Regions from separate parts of the Sus scrofa genome. Here region 2 is linked to region 1. Evidence: chromatin contacts called from public Hi-C data. All regions are on one chromosome and are shown on one strand. Each heading gives the region's core, a stretch centred on a gene start, on an enhancer-like site or on the middle of the called end of the contact. The rest is flanking DNA. Distances are from core to core; before and after follow the strand shown.

Region 1 (5,239 bases), core at 1,800-4,299:
CCCTTCCAAGACTGTGAGCTATTCAAGGTCTGGGACCCAATTTCATTCACTTTCCCCCCTCCACATATTTAAAACAAGGCTTCAACTGAATTAGCAATTTTGAGGCATTTTCCACCCACACCATGACCACTCTAATTTCTAATAAAATGCTTTCCCATAACTACCTGATGGCTGAATTAATGTTTCATTATATGAAGATATACTTATATCTAAGAGAAAATAAGCAATGAAATAAAAATTGAGTATATACACTTATTTTTAAGTTTAATATTCCATTAAATCCCAAAATGGAATAAATTGTTTTTGGTAAGGAATTTAAAGTTAAGCCATCAGGTAGGTGATTTGAATGAACAGCATTTTAGGACTCCTAAAGTTTTCACAGTTCCACTATCCAAAATGTCTTAGAATCAGGGCTAGAATTAAAGCTTACATGAAGCATAAAAACAAAGAACATGCTCTTCCTTTCCCCTGATTCCTTTCCTTCATTTATTTCCTTCCTTTGTTTAACATCAAGCTAATGCTTCCCTCACATTACACTGTAGCAAACAGTAGACTTGAAAAGATTTTCTTAAATGAAGATAAAATATAAATGTAAACCGTTAAATAACAAAAAATCAAGAAAAGGATAGAAAACAAACTTAAATCAGACTCTAAATAATGAATAATACTTCAACTTAATTTTTCTTTTACTTAAAGAGGGGGAAGTAGCAACTCTACATACAACTAAATTGACATCCAACTGCATTTTCATCAAATGTCCACATTCAAAACTGGATAAATTCTGAGTACAGGTTAATAGCACAATCCCTAGGCTCAGATGTAAGTCCAAGTATAGCCTTCATTTGAACCCACAAGTTCTGCATTTAACTAGCTATGTAACTTCCGCACCCTTAGATTGATTATCCCCTAATTGATAATGAGAATTAAACAAGAGAAAGTATGTAGAAAGCACTTAGCATATTGCATGACACAAAATAAGCATTCATGTTATTACGATCATATTCCTTAAATCCTAAATCTCATAAATCATGGTCCATGCATAGAATGAAATTCTATTTTAACCATTTAAAACATGAAGCAGTTTTACTCCTAATGATATGGAATGATCCCCAAGATACACTGAATTAAAAAAAAAAAAGGGGGAGTTCCCGTCGTGGCGCAGTGGTTAACGAATCCGACTAGGAACCATGAGGTTGCAGGTTCGGTCCCTGCCCTTGCTCAGTGGGTTCATCATCCAGCGTTGCCGTGAGCTGTGGTGTAGGTTGCAGACGCGGCTCGGATCCCGCGTTGCTGTGGCTCTGGCGTAGGCTGGTGGCTACAGCTCCGATTCAACCCCTAGCCTGGGAACCTCCATATGCCGCAGGAGCGGCCCAAGAAATAGCAACAACAACAACAACAACAAAAAAGACAAAAAAAAAAAAAAAAAAAAAGGACCAGAACAGCGTGTATATTACCACTTCTACTTTTTAATACACATATTTATAAACATATGATTGTATATAAACAGAATGTCTCTGGAAAAATACATAAGAAACAAGTATTAGGAGTTGCCTCTGGAAAGGCAAACTGAGTGACTATGGAATAGGAGTGGAAAAAAGTCAACGCTTTACCATATTCTTTCTTTTCCCTTTTGAATTTTGTAGCATTTGCTTGAATTGTCTAGTTCAAAATTTAACAATAGTTTATATTATGATGGAAATCTCATGCTACCAAAATATTCCATTATATAAGTGGATTACACTAAACTTTGCAGAAAAACCTGTAGTCACAGTTCTAGCATCAATTTCAACTTTATCGACTATAACAATCAAAGACTGATAGTTTTAGCTAAATTAGCCAATGCGAATCATTTTAAGATGTATGGGGAGGGATGCCTGAAGATTTAAAAAAAATTTAAAAAAAGGAAAGCGTTCAAGAATTTGGATGAGTGAGCAATAAGAATAATGTTATTCGTTCAAAAACATATCTGCCCATCAGGCACCAAACACTGTGCTAAGTGCTGAAGAACCAATGACACCTGGTCCTTGCCATTGAGTAGCCCTGATTTAGTGGGAGTATATGAATAGAGCAGTAAAATTATCACTCCTGTGGGCTTGATTACTCAAAATATAGGTTCATTCATTTGGAAACACGTAACAATTTGAATGAATGAATGAATATATGAAGCAAGCCTGGTGACAAAGTGACCTTGCTGAAGCCTCTAGTAATTTGAAAAGAACAAAAAGAATCAATCTCTCAGTCTGGGAATGCTCGGACACTTGCACTCCCAGAAGCCAGAGAGCCAAAAGGGCCTGCAAGCGTCAGAGGCTTGGCTTTTAGGTACAGTCCCAGGTCAACAGGAAAGGCGCAGGATGAAGAGTCCCCAGGCCTTAACCTGACACTTGGCATCCTTTCAAGCCAGGTACTCCCCCACTTGGGCTTACAAGGTCTCAACTTTCTAACATGTGGGAGGGAACGAACCCTGAGTCGACCTCTGAACCCTCAAAATGAAGGTCACTCTCAGCCACCTCCCTCAGTGCCCAGGGCTCCTTCATCAGCAGACTGTAACAGAAAATGCAAGAGAGCATGAAACTCCTCTCGAGAAAACCTCTCGAAAATTATGAACCAAGTAGGCGCTCGGGCAGCTCGAGGAGTGAGGGTGACTGCCCCGGTCCTATGCAGTCGGCTCGGCCTACTCCAGGCACAGTCACTGACCTTTACAGAGAGAGTTTCCAGGGGCGGTGGCCGGAGGGGCGAGAGCAGCGGCCCAGGCCCTGCACCCAACACATCTCCCTCTCAACCGGCTCTGCGCTAAGCGGAGGGTAACCAAGGGCGACCAGGAGGCCGCCATCTTGAGCTCCGTACAAGGGGAGCAAAAGGAAAACTTTATTGAAACCCAGAAGAAAGACGGTAGCACCGACAAATCCTGCAGTGCTCACAGAAGGCTCCGCCCGTGAGAGAACGAAAGAGAGAAGCGGAAAAAACGCAAGCTCAAGTAGCTAGGGGGCGGGCTGACTCCCATGCCCTCTGATCTCTCTTCCAGAGCAGACACTTGCAACTACGACTCCCAGCATGCAGTGCGGTGGCGCCGAAGGCGGTGCGGGGCAGGCAGCTCTGGGCTTGGGGGGAGGGGCACTTCTCCGCCCAGCGAAGGCAGCCGAGGATTCCACAACACTTTCAAGGAATTGGAACGGGATTACGACGTGTAAAGTAACCCCCCCTGAGCCTTTTAGGTTAGCATACCTGACTGAGACTCCAAAACCTAAATAAAATGTAAGTTTTTGCACAGCAAAGGAAACCATAAACAAAACAAAGAGACAACCCACAGAATGGGAGAAAATATTTGCTAATGAAACAACTGATAAGGGATTAATCTCTGAAATATATAAACACCTCCCGCAGCTCAATATCAAAAATCCAAAACAACCCGGTCAAAAAAATGGGCAAATGTAAATAGACATTTCTCCAAATGAGACATACAGATGGCCAAAAAACACATGACAAGATGCTCAACATCACTAATTATTAGAGAAATGCAAATCAAAACTACAATGAGGTACCACCTTACACTAGCCAGAATGGCCATTATCAAAAAGTTTACAAATAATAAATGCTGGAGAGGGTGTAGAGAAAAAGGAATCCTTTTACACTGTTGATGGGAATGTACACTCATGTAACCACTATGGAAAACAGTATGGAGGTTACTCAAAAAACAAAAAATAGAACTACCATATGATCCAGCAATCCCACTCCTGGGCATCTATCAAGAGAAAACCATAATTTGAAAAGATAAATGCACCCCAATATTTATTGCAGCACTATTACAATAGCCAGACATGGAAGCAACCTAAATGTCCATCAACAGAGGAATGAATAAAGAAGATTTGGTACATATATGCAATGGAATATTACTCAGCCATAAAAAAAAGAACAAAATAATGCCATTTACAGCAACATGGATGGACACAGAAACTATCGTTCTAAGCCATACAGTGAAAGGCAAACATCATATGAAATCACCTTTATGTGGAATCTTAAATAAAGGGGGGGAGGTACAAATGAACTTATTTGCAGAGCAGAAACGGTCTCACAGACTTTGAAAAACTTATGATTACCAAAGGGGACAGGTTGAGGAGTGGGAGGGATGGACTAGGAATTTGGGATTGGCATATGCGCACTGAGGTATATGGAAGGACTGGCCAATGGGGACCTGCTATATAGCACAGAGAACTCTACCCAGTATTCTGTGATAATCTATGTGGAAAAAGAATCCGAGAGAGAATGAATCTATGTATATGCGTGACTGGATCACTTTGTTGTACAGCAGAAATTATCACAGTCTTATAAATTAACTATAGTTCAATAAACCTAAAAAAACAATCAAAATAAAAAGTGGAGGATCCATTGGGCCCTCATATTTTAACAAAATATTGGTTACATCCCTAAGTGGTAGCCCCAGTTTGCCTCCAGTGTCCAGCTCATCTTTGGCAGAGTACCTGAAAAGTGCTATCACCTTTGTTTTCTGTAATGTAAATAATTTTCAATGTGGAATAAACTCAGATGTTTAGAAAGAACTTGTGTAGCGTGGGAAAGCCAGTGAACCACTGGACTGAATGGCCTTGAGACCATGTATCCAAAGAGGAATATCTAAGTGATCTTCCCTAATTTGATTAAACAAAAAATATTTGGAGTATATAGGGTTAACAAAGTGCTATCCAAAAGAAGCAGGCAATCCTGTAGGAGGGACAAAGGAATCGATAAAAGATTCTACCAGATGTTGTTGAATCAATGAAAGAGCACTTTGGCTGGGAAATCAGGAAAGCCTTCTAGAAGCTTTACTTTTAACAGGAAATGAAGACCTTCCAAAAATAGAAAACAGAGTGAACTAAGGCAGGCAGACAGGCATGCAAGCAAGAAAATCTGGATTACAGGAAAAGAGAAAGTTTCAGTTGTATGAAAACTAAATAAAAAGACATTAGAAAGAATTCCAGGAATTTAGGTAGTTAGTTGGTCTACAATAGAAGTGTCCAAAGAAACAGGAAAAGAGAACATAACAGGATAAATAATTTGGAGACTTCTTTACTGACTCTGTCAAATCATTTATAGAAAAATTATTTTGATTGTGTCTTCCAAAATGTCAATTCACACTATTTTTTTCTATCTTTAATGTCATTGCTGACATGACAAACTATTCCTTCATGCTGTTTCATTTAATGTTACTAATTATTGGTATGGCACTTGGTGAAAGACCTTTTGAAAA
Region 2 (5,239 bases), core at 692-3,191, 1.3 Mb before region 1:
TAGGGAACTAGTAACGTAAACATAAAAACCTATCTGCTTGGGAGTTCCAATTGTGACTCAGTAAGTTAGGGACCCTACAGTTATCTCTGTGAGGATTTGGGTTCCATCCCTAGCCTCACTCAGTGGGTTAAGGATCCTGCACTGCTGCAAGCTGCGGAGTAAGTCGCAGGTGCCGCTGGTATCTAGTGTTGCGGTGGCTGTGGCATAAGCCACAGCTGCAGCTCCTATTCAACCACTGGCCCAGGAACTTCCATATGCCACAGGTGCAGCCATACAAAAGACAAACGAACAAACAAAAACCTGGATCTGCTAATTCTACCAGTAACTATTTACATGGTGATTTGAAGAAATAAAACAGAACAAAATAAAACTGTGTAGGAAAAAAGTAAAATGAAAAGCAAAAGAATTCTATCCAAACAAATCAACAAAGTTTTCTTTCCCTTCAAATAAAGAGAACCAAAAATGTCAGCAATAAAAGCATACATAATTATTATCAATCACTGCGACGCCACGGCATAGGAAAACAGAAAAGTTACCGATTCACAGGTCGAGAATATTTTTCTAACCCCTACTTGTACTATAACTAGTGAACCGGAGAACTCCAAGACTTTCCCAAAGTTGAAAAGAATTCAGTAACTCGTACAGAACTTCATGAACAGTTTTTGAGATATCACAAACACTTGCTGCCAGGGTGTTCCAACCTTGGCTTTTAAGTGGTGCTGCAAAAGCTACAGTGTCCCGGGTGCCATAACAGGGCGAAGCCCCCTCGGGCGCATTCCCCAGGACTCGAATTAGGGAACAGAGGGAAGATGGGGCGGGCTGCTGCTCTGCCCCACCGCCCCACACCTACTCGGCCGCTGTCCTCCCCGCACCCCACTGGGCTGGGTACTCACAGCTCTAGTCTCGTACAGAACCAGCTTTTGGACCAAGCTGATTATGGGGGCGGCGGCCGCGGGCATGGCCGAGCAAACGGGGGCGCGCCCCAACAGGCACTAGGCCACAGCCTTGGTTGCAGCAGCCTCGGAACTGCCCCCAAGAAACCCGGAGAGAAGACGCCTCAGATCCAAGATGCCAAGTTCCGCAGGTAAAAACACTGCATCGGCACGAAATACATAGATGATCAGCTACTAAGGTTCAGGTGTTTCCGGATCCGTAGGCCCCACCTCCAGGCAAACCCCACCCCAGCTACCGCGTGGGCGGGACTGGAGGAAGAACCATAGAGAAGTGGGGTAGAGGTTTCCAGAGCCTGCGTACTGCGAAGGAGGAAGCAAAGAACGCCATCTTTGGTATGGGAACGAGGAAAAGTGGGCGGAGAAAAGGGCACTGCCAGTTTAGTTAAATCTCACCTTTTTCTGGTCCTTCTCTTTGCAAAAGTGGACGATTTGGGACTGGATTACTTCTTTTGAATTGGCTCTCCGACTTGCAGATAGATCCATTCCCAAGTTTGTCTGTTTTTTCTCTGCCTACTTCTGCCCTTTCCTGAAAACCTACTCTGTGACGGTCCTGCACTAAGCATAGGTGTTTTTCCCCTTCTGTCGCTGTGTGTCTCTTTTACCCTTAGAAGAATCAACTAAATCCATGGTATCCAGAGGGTGTGTGGTTCAATTAGTGTTTTATAATCGCTTAAAGTTGGAAATTTCCAAGCTTGCCACTTATTTGTGCAGGAGGCTAACCATCTGTAAATTCTAAAAAAAGACTGTCGAGTGTAGTGTAATACAACGTAGTGTAGTACTGGCTTTGGAGTTCTGCGTTAAAAGAAGTTTTCTTACACGAGATGTGAGTGAACATAAGTAAACAACGCATGTACTCTCTTTGATCATCAGCTTCCATATTTGTGAAAAGGAGTGTATTAAAATTTTGAATACAAAGGTACGAAAGTGAGTATTTAAAGTAAATCAGTAAATTACAGCCCCACCTTCCGAGGCCCCGCCCCCAAGAGGCTCGACACTTTGCACCAAGCTGGGTTCCCTTGGCAACCGCTCAACAGATCCCAGAGTCCCTGGAGAGGACTGCAGCCAGCCGGTGGGGTCTGCTACGAATAGGTATGTAGGAGTCAGAGTCCACCGCTCGGATCCATTTCCGTAGCGAATGAAATCCCACCATCTCCTGCGGGGAGCCCAGACCAGTTCCTTTCCTTGCAAAATTAAACTTCGAGATCTCCGTAAATTCCGCTTTTGAACCTCACTCCTCCTTTCAACGAACATCGTTTTCATTCCACAGGTATTCACTGGGTACCAACTGTGAGATGTAAGATGTACTGGAATGGCAAAAGTGCTAGGTTTCCCAGGAAATGGGTCCCTTGTTAACTGCAGAGCCCACTGCTAGAGGATTTTTTCAACTGCTAAAAATGTAAGGAAATTTAAGAATTTTTGTATTCAATTGTAGTATAAACATAATGTGGCATTGGGGATTATATTGTAAATTCAAAATCAAGAAATTGCAAAATTTTTAAATTAATATTTATTTTAAACTTTCTTTCATAGTTTGGTATGAAATTTTGGGTTTTATTAAGAACTAGAAAGATGGCGAAGTTCCCTTTGTGGCTCAGTGGTTAACGAACCCGACTAGTAACTGGTTGCAGATTCGATCCCTGGCCTGCTCAGTGGGTTAAGGATCTGGCGTTGCTATGGCTGAGGTGTAGGCCAGCCGCTACAGCTCCTATTCTACCCCTAGCCTGGGAACCTCCATATGCTATGGGTGCAGCCCCAAAAAGACAAAAGAAACAAGAACAACAAAAACAAAAACAAAAAACTAGAAAGATGGCCATCTCAGCACTGGCACTTTGCATTGACTTGGATCTTTTACCTGGGAAAAATACTTAGTTCTGTTCCATTACATAATGGAAAGCAACTCTTCTGAACATGAGTTAAATATTTGCACATTTTTATTCAGGATAACTCAAAATATCTGTAGAATTCCAGTTTTCCAATATTTAGTTTTCAATTATTATATTACTATATTCCATTTGAAACTGGTGTTAGTTTTGTTCATCCAGAAGCAGATCCTGAGACAAAACTTGAGGACAAATAGTTTATATGGGCAATAATCTAGCAAAACAACAGCCACAAAGGGAAGGAAGCTAATAAAGGGAATAAAGGGAATATTATTAAGCAAATTTCTCTGTTAGCTGAATTCTCTGAGGAATTCTTGGATGTATGTCTCAGTTATTCCCTTTTAAGGGGAAAGAGAGCTGGGGTATTTATTCACCAATTCCCATCAGTTATAGGTTGAGTCTTGCTATGGAAGAATATTAATTCTTATACAGTTATACAGTCTGCTGTATAACTCAGGCAGAACAAGGTCTGGCAGCCAGAAAGGGCCCTTAAACAAAGAACCACAAGCCACCAGTTGGAAGCCGGGCTGGTCATCTGTGGAAAAGGTTGGTGTCAAATGGATAGGGTTAGGGTACTAATAACATCTGCAACATTCCAAGCTTTGCCCCACTCATACCCATTGCGCTCCCTCCACATTAAGTTGACAGCATCCTGTCACTGGTTCTTCAAGGCAGTTTCTGGTCCCAGTTTCTAAAACAAAAGGATGCGCAAAAAGACCTACATCTCCCTGCTCCTAATTAGGTAGCAGCAGCTCTACCTCTACTTTCCAGGGCAGTAACTCCTTATCAAGGACGTGACTCATTAGAGGTCATCATAGATTCTGCTTGTTACACCACTCTCATAGCCCCATGCACACGCTTCTTCCCCAGAACCCTTTTTCTCTTATGATCCAGTCTCACTCCTTCCAGGCTCTGGACCAAGCCATTCAGCATCACTCTCCAAATTAAGGACCTAGGAATATTGCTTAAAGCTCTGCCTACCAGGAGGATTTCCCCTAATCACCACCTCTCAGGACTACTCCTGAGTGGGACTAAAGTCCAAAAGCATTCCATTTACAGCTTGCACCAATATATCATGTTTCATACATGATTTTTTTTTTTGTCTTTTTAGGGCCGCTCTCGCAGCATTTGTAGGTTCCCAGGCTAGGGGTCTAATTGGAGCCTACACCACAGACATAGCAACGCAGGATCCGAGCCTCATCTGTGACCTACACCACAGCTCATGGCAGTGCCAGATCCTTAATCCACTGAGCAAGGCCAGGGATCAAACCTGCAACCTCATGGTTCCTAGTCAGATTCGTTAACCACTGAGCCACGATGGGAACTCCCATACATGATTTTTATCATTTTTTAATCAGCTATTCCTAAGGGATTCCAAATGAGGTGTGAGCTAAGAGACACTGATGAACAAGAGATCGGTGACATGTGGGTCTAGACTGCTTGCTTATGATATTTATTTGGCCTGATCCCTGGGTTCCATTTTTATCATTCAATGGGTTGCTGTTGTGTCTGCCCAGCTTGAGGACTTGATCTGTCTGACAAACCCAACTCATGTGGGCACTTCCATATGTACTGTCACCGGATGGCCCATGGCCAGGCTTTTATTCTGTCCCAGAGCCCAGGAGCATGCCAGGAGCTGGTTTTTGAATGGGGAATGGTTCTCTGCTGCAGACGGCAATGATCTACACTGAGAGGTTCCTGTTGAGTCTTCCCTAAGACTCCAAAAAGTGTCCTACCCACCACAGCGACCTCTAGCATCATGGGATCTAGCCAGGTATATGGCCCAAGAATCAAGGCCTCTGGTACCATAGCCTGAAACTGCTGTGGAGCTCTCTCTCATTCTTGGCCTTACTCAAAACTGACAGCTTTCCAAATCACCCCTTAAATGGGTCAGAACAGTATTCCCAAGTGTTACATGCTATTGCCAAAAACTAAGAAGACTTAGGAGTTCCTGCTGTGGCACAGTGGGTTAAGAACCCAACTGCAGTGTCTTAGGTTGCTGCAGATGTGCAGGTTTGATCCCTGGCCCAGTGCAATGGGTTAAAGGATCCGGCATTGCCACAGCTGTGGCCTAGGTCAGAGCTGTGGCTTGAATTCAATCCCTGGCCTAAAAGCTTCCATATGCTGAGGGTGTGGCCATTAAAAAAGAGAAAGACAGAAAATTCTACACCTCTTTTTTAGAGGTATAAGATGTAAGGTAGAGTGACCTGTCCTTTATACCTTGGAGAGTCTGTCTCAGAATGTCCCAGACCACCAGCCTTGTAAGACTTCACCAATATAACAGTCCCTTAAATCTTTGTGGGCTCATTTCCCACTTTCTGCTGCTCATATATCTTAGAGGGCATCTAGAACACCTGTGATTCCCACTCATCAGGTCTGATATTGTCAGAATTGTGAGTCAACAAG

What was found. Hi-C and Micro-C count contacts between places; a contact is called where the count stands out from the background.
Region 2: a Hi-C map of embryonic fibroblasts shows a contact between it and region 1, with 2.0 times the contacts expected there. The contact joins the promoter of AK9 here to the promoter of AFG1L in region 1. A contact is called at or near these places in 1 of 5 promoter capture datasets (liver) and 1 of 47 Hi-C or Micro-C datasets (embryonic fibroblasts).

The regions. Positions count from the first base shown.
Region 1 is chr1:74,365,231-74,370,469 of Sscrofa11.1, reverse strand. It overlaps AFG1L (lactation elevated protein 1), which reads right to left and starts at 3,049. Exons shown (of 14, transcript XR_002343776.1): 1 at 2,695-3,049.
Region 2 is chr1:75,690,117-75,695,355 of Sscrofa11.1, reverse strand. It overlaps AK9 (adenylate kinase 9), which reads left to right and starts at 1,941. Exons shown (of 40, transcript XM_021091050.1): 1 at 1,941-2,042. FIG4 (FIG4 phosphoinositide 5-phosphatase) reads right to left here and starts at 1,128. Exons shown (of 23, transcript NM_001243250.1): 1 at 894-1,128. The coding sequence starts at 959.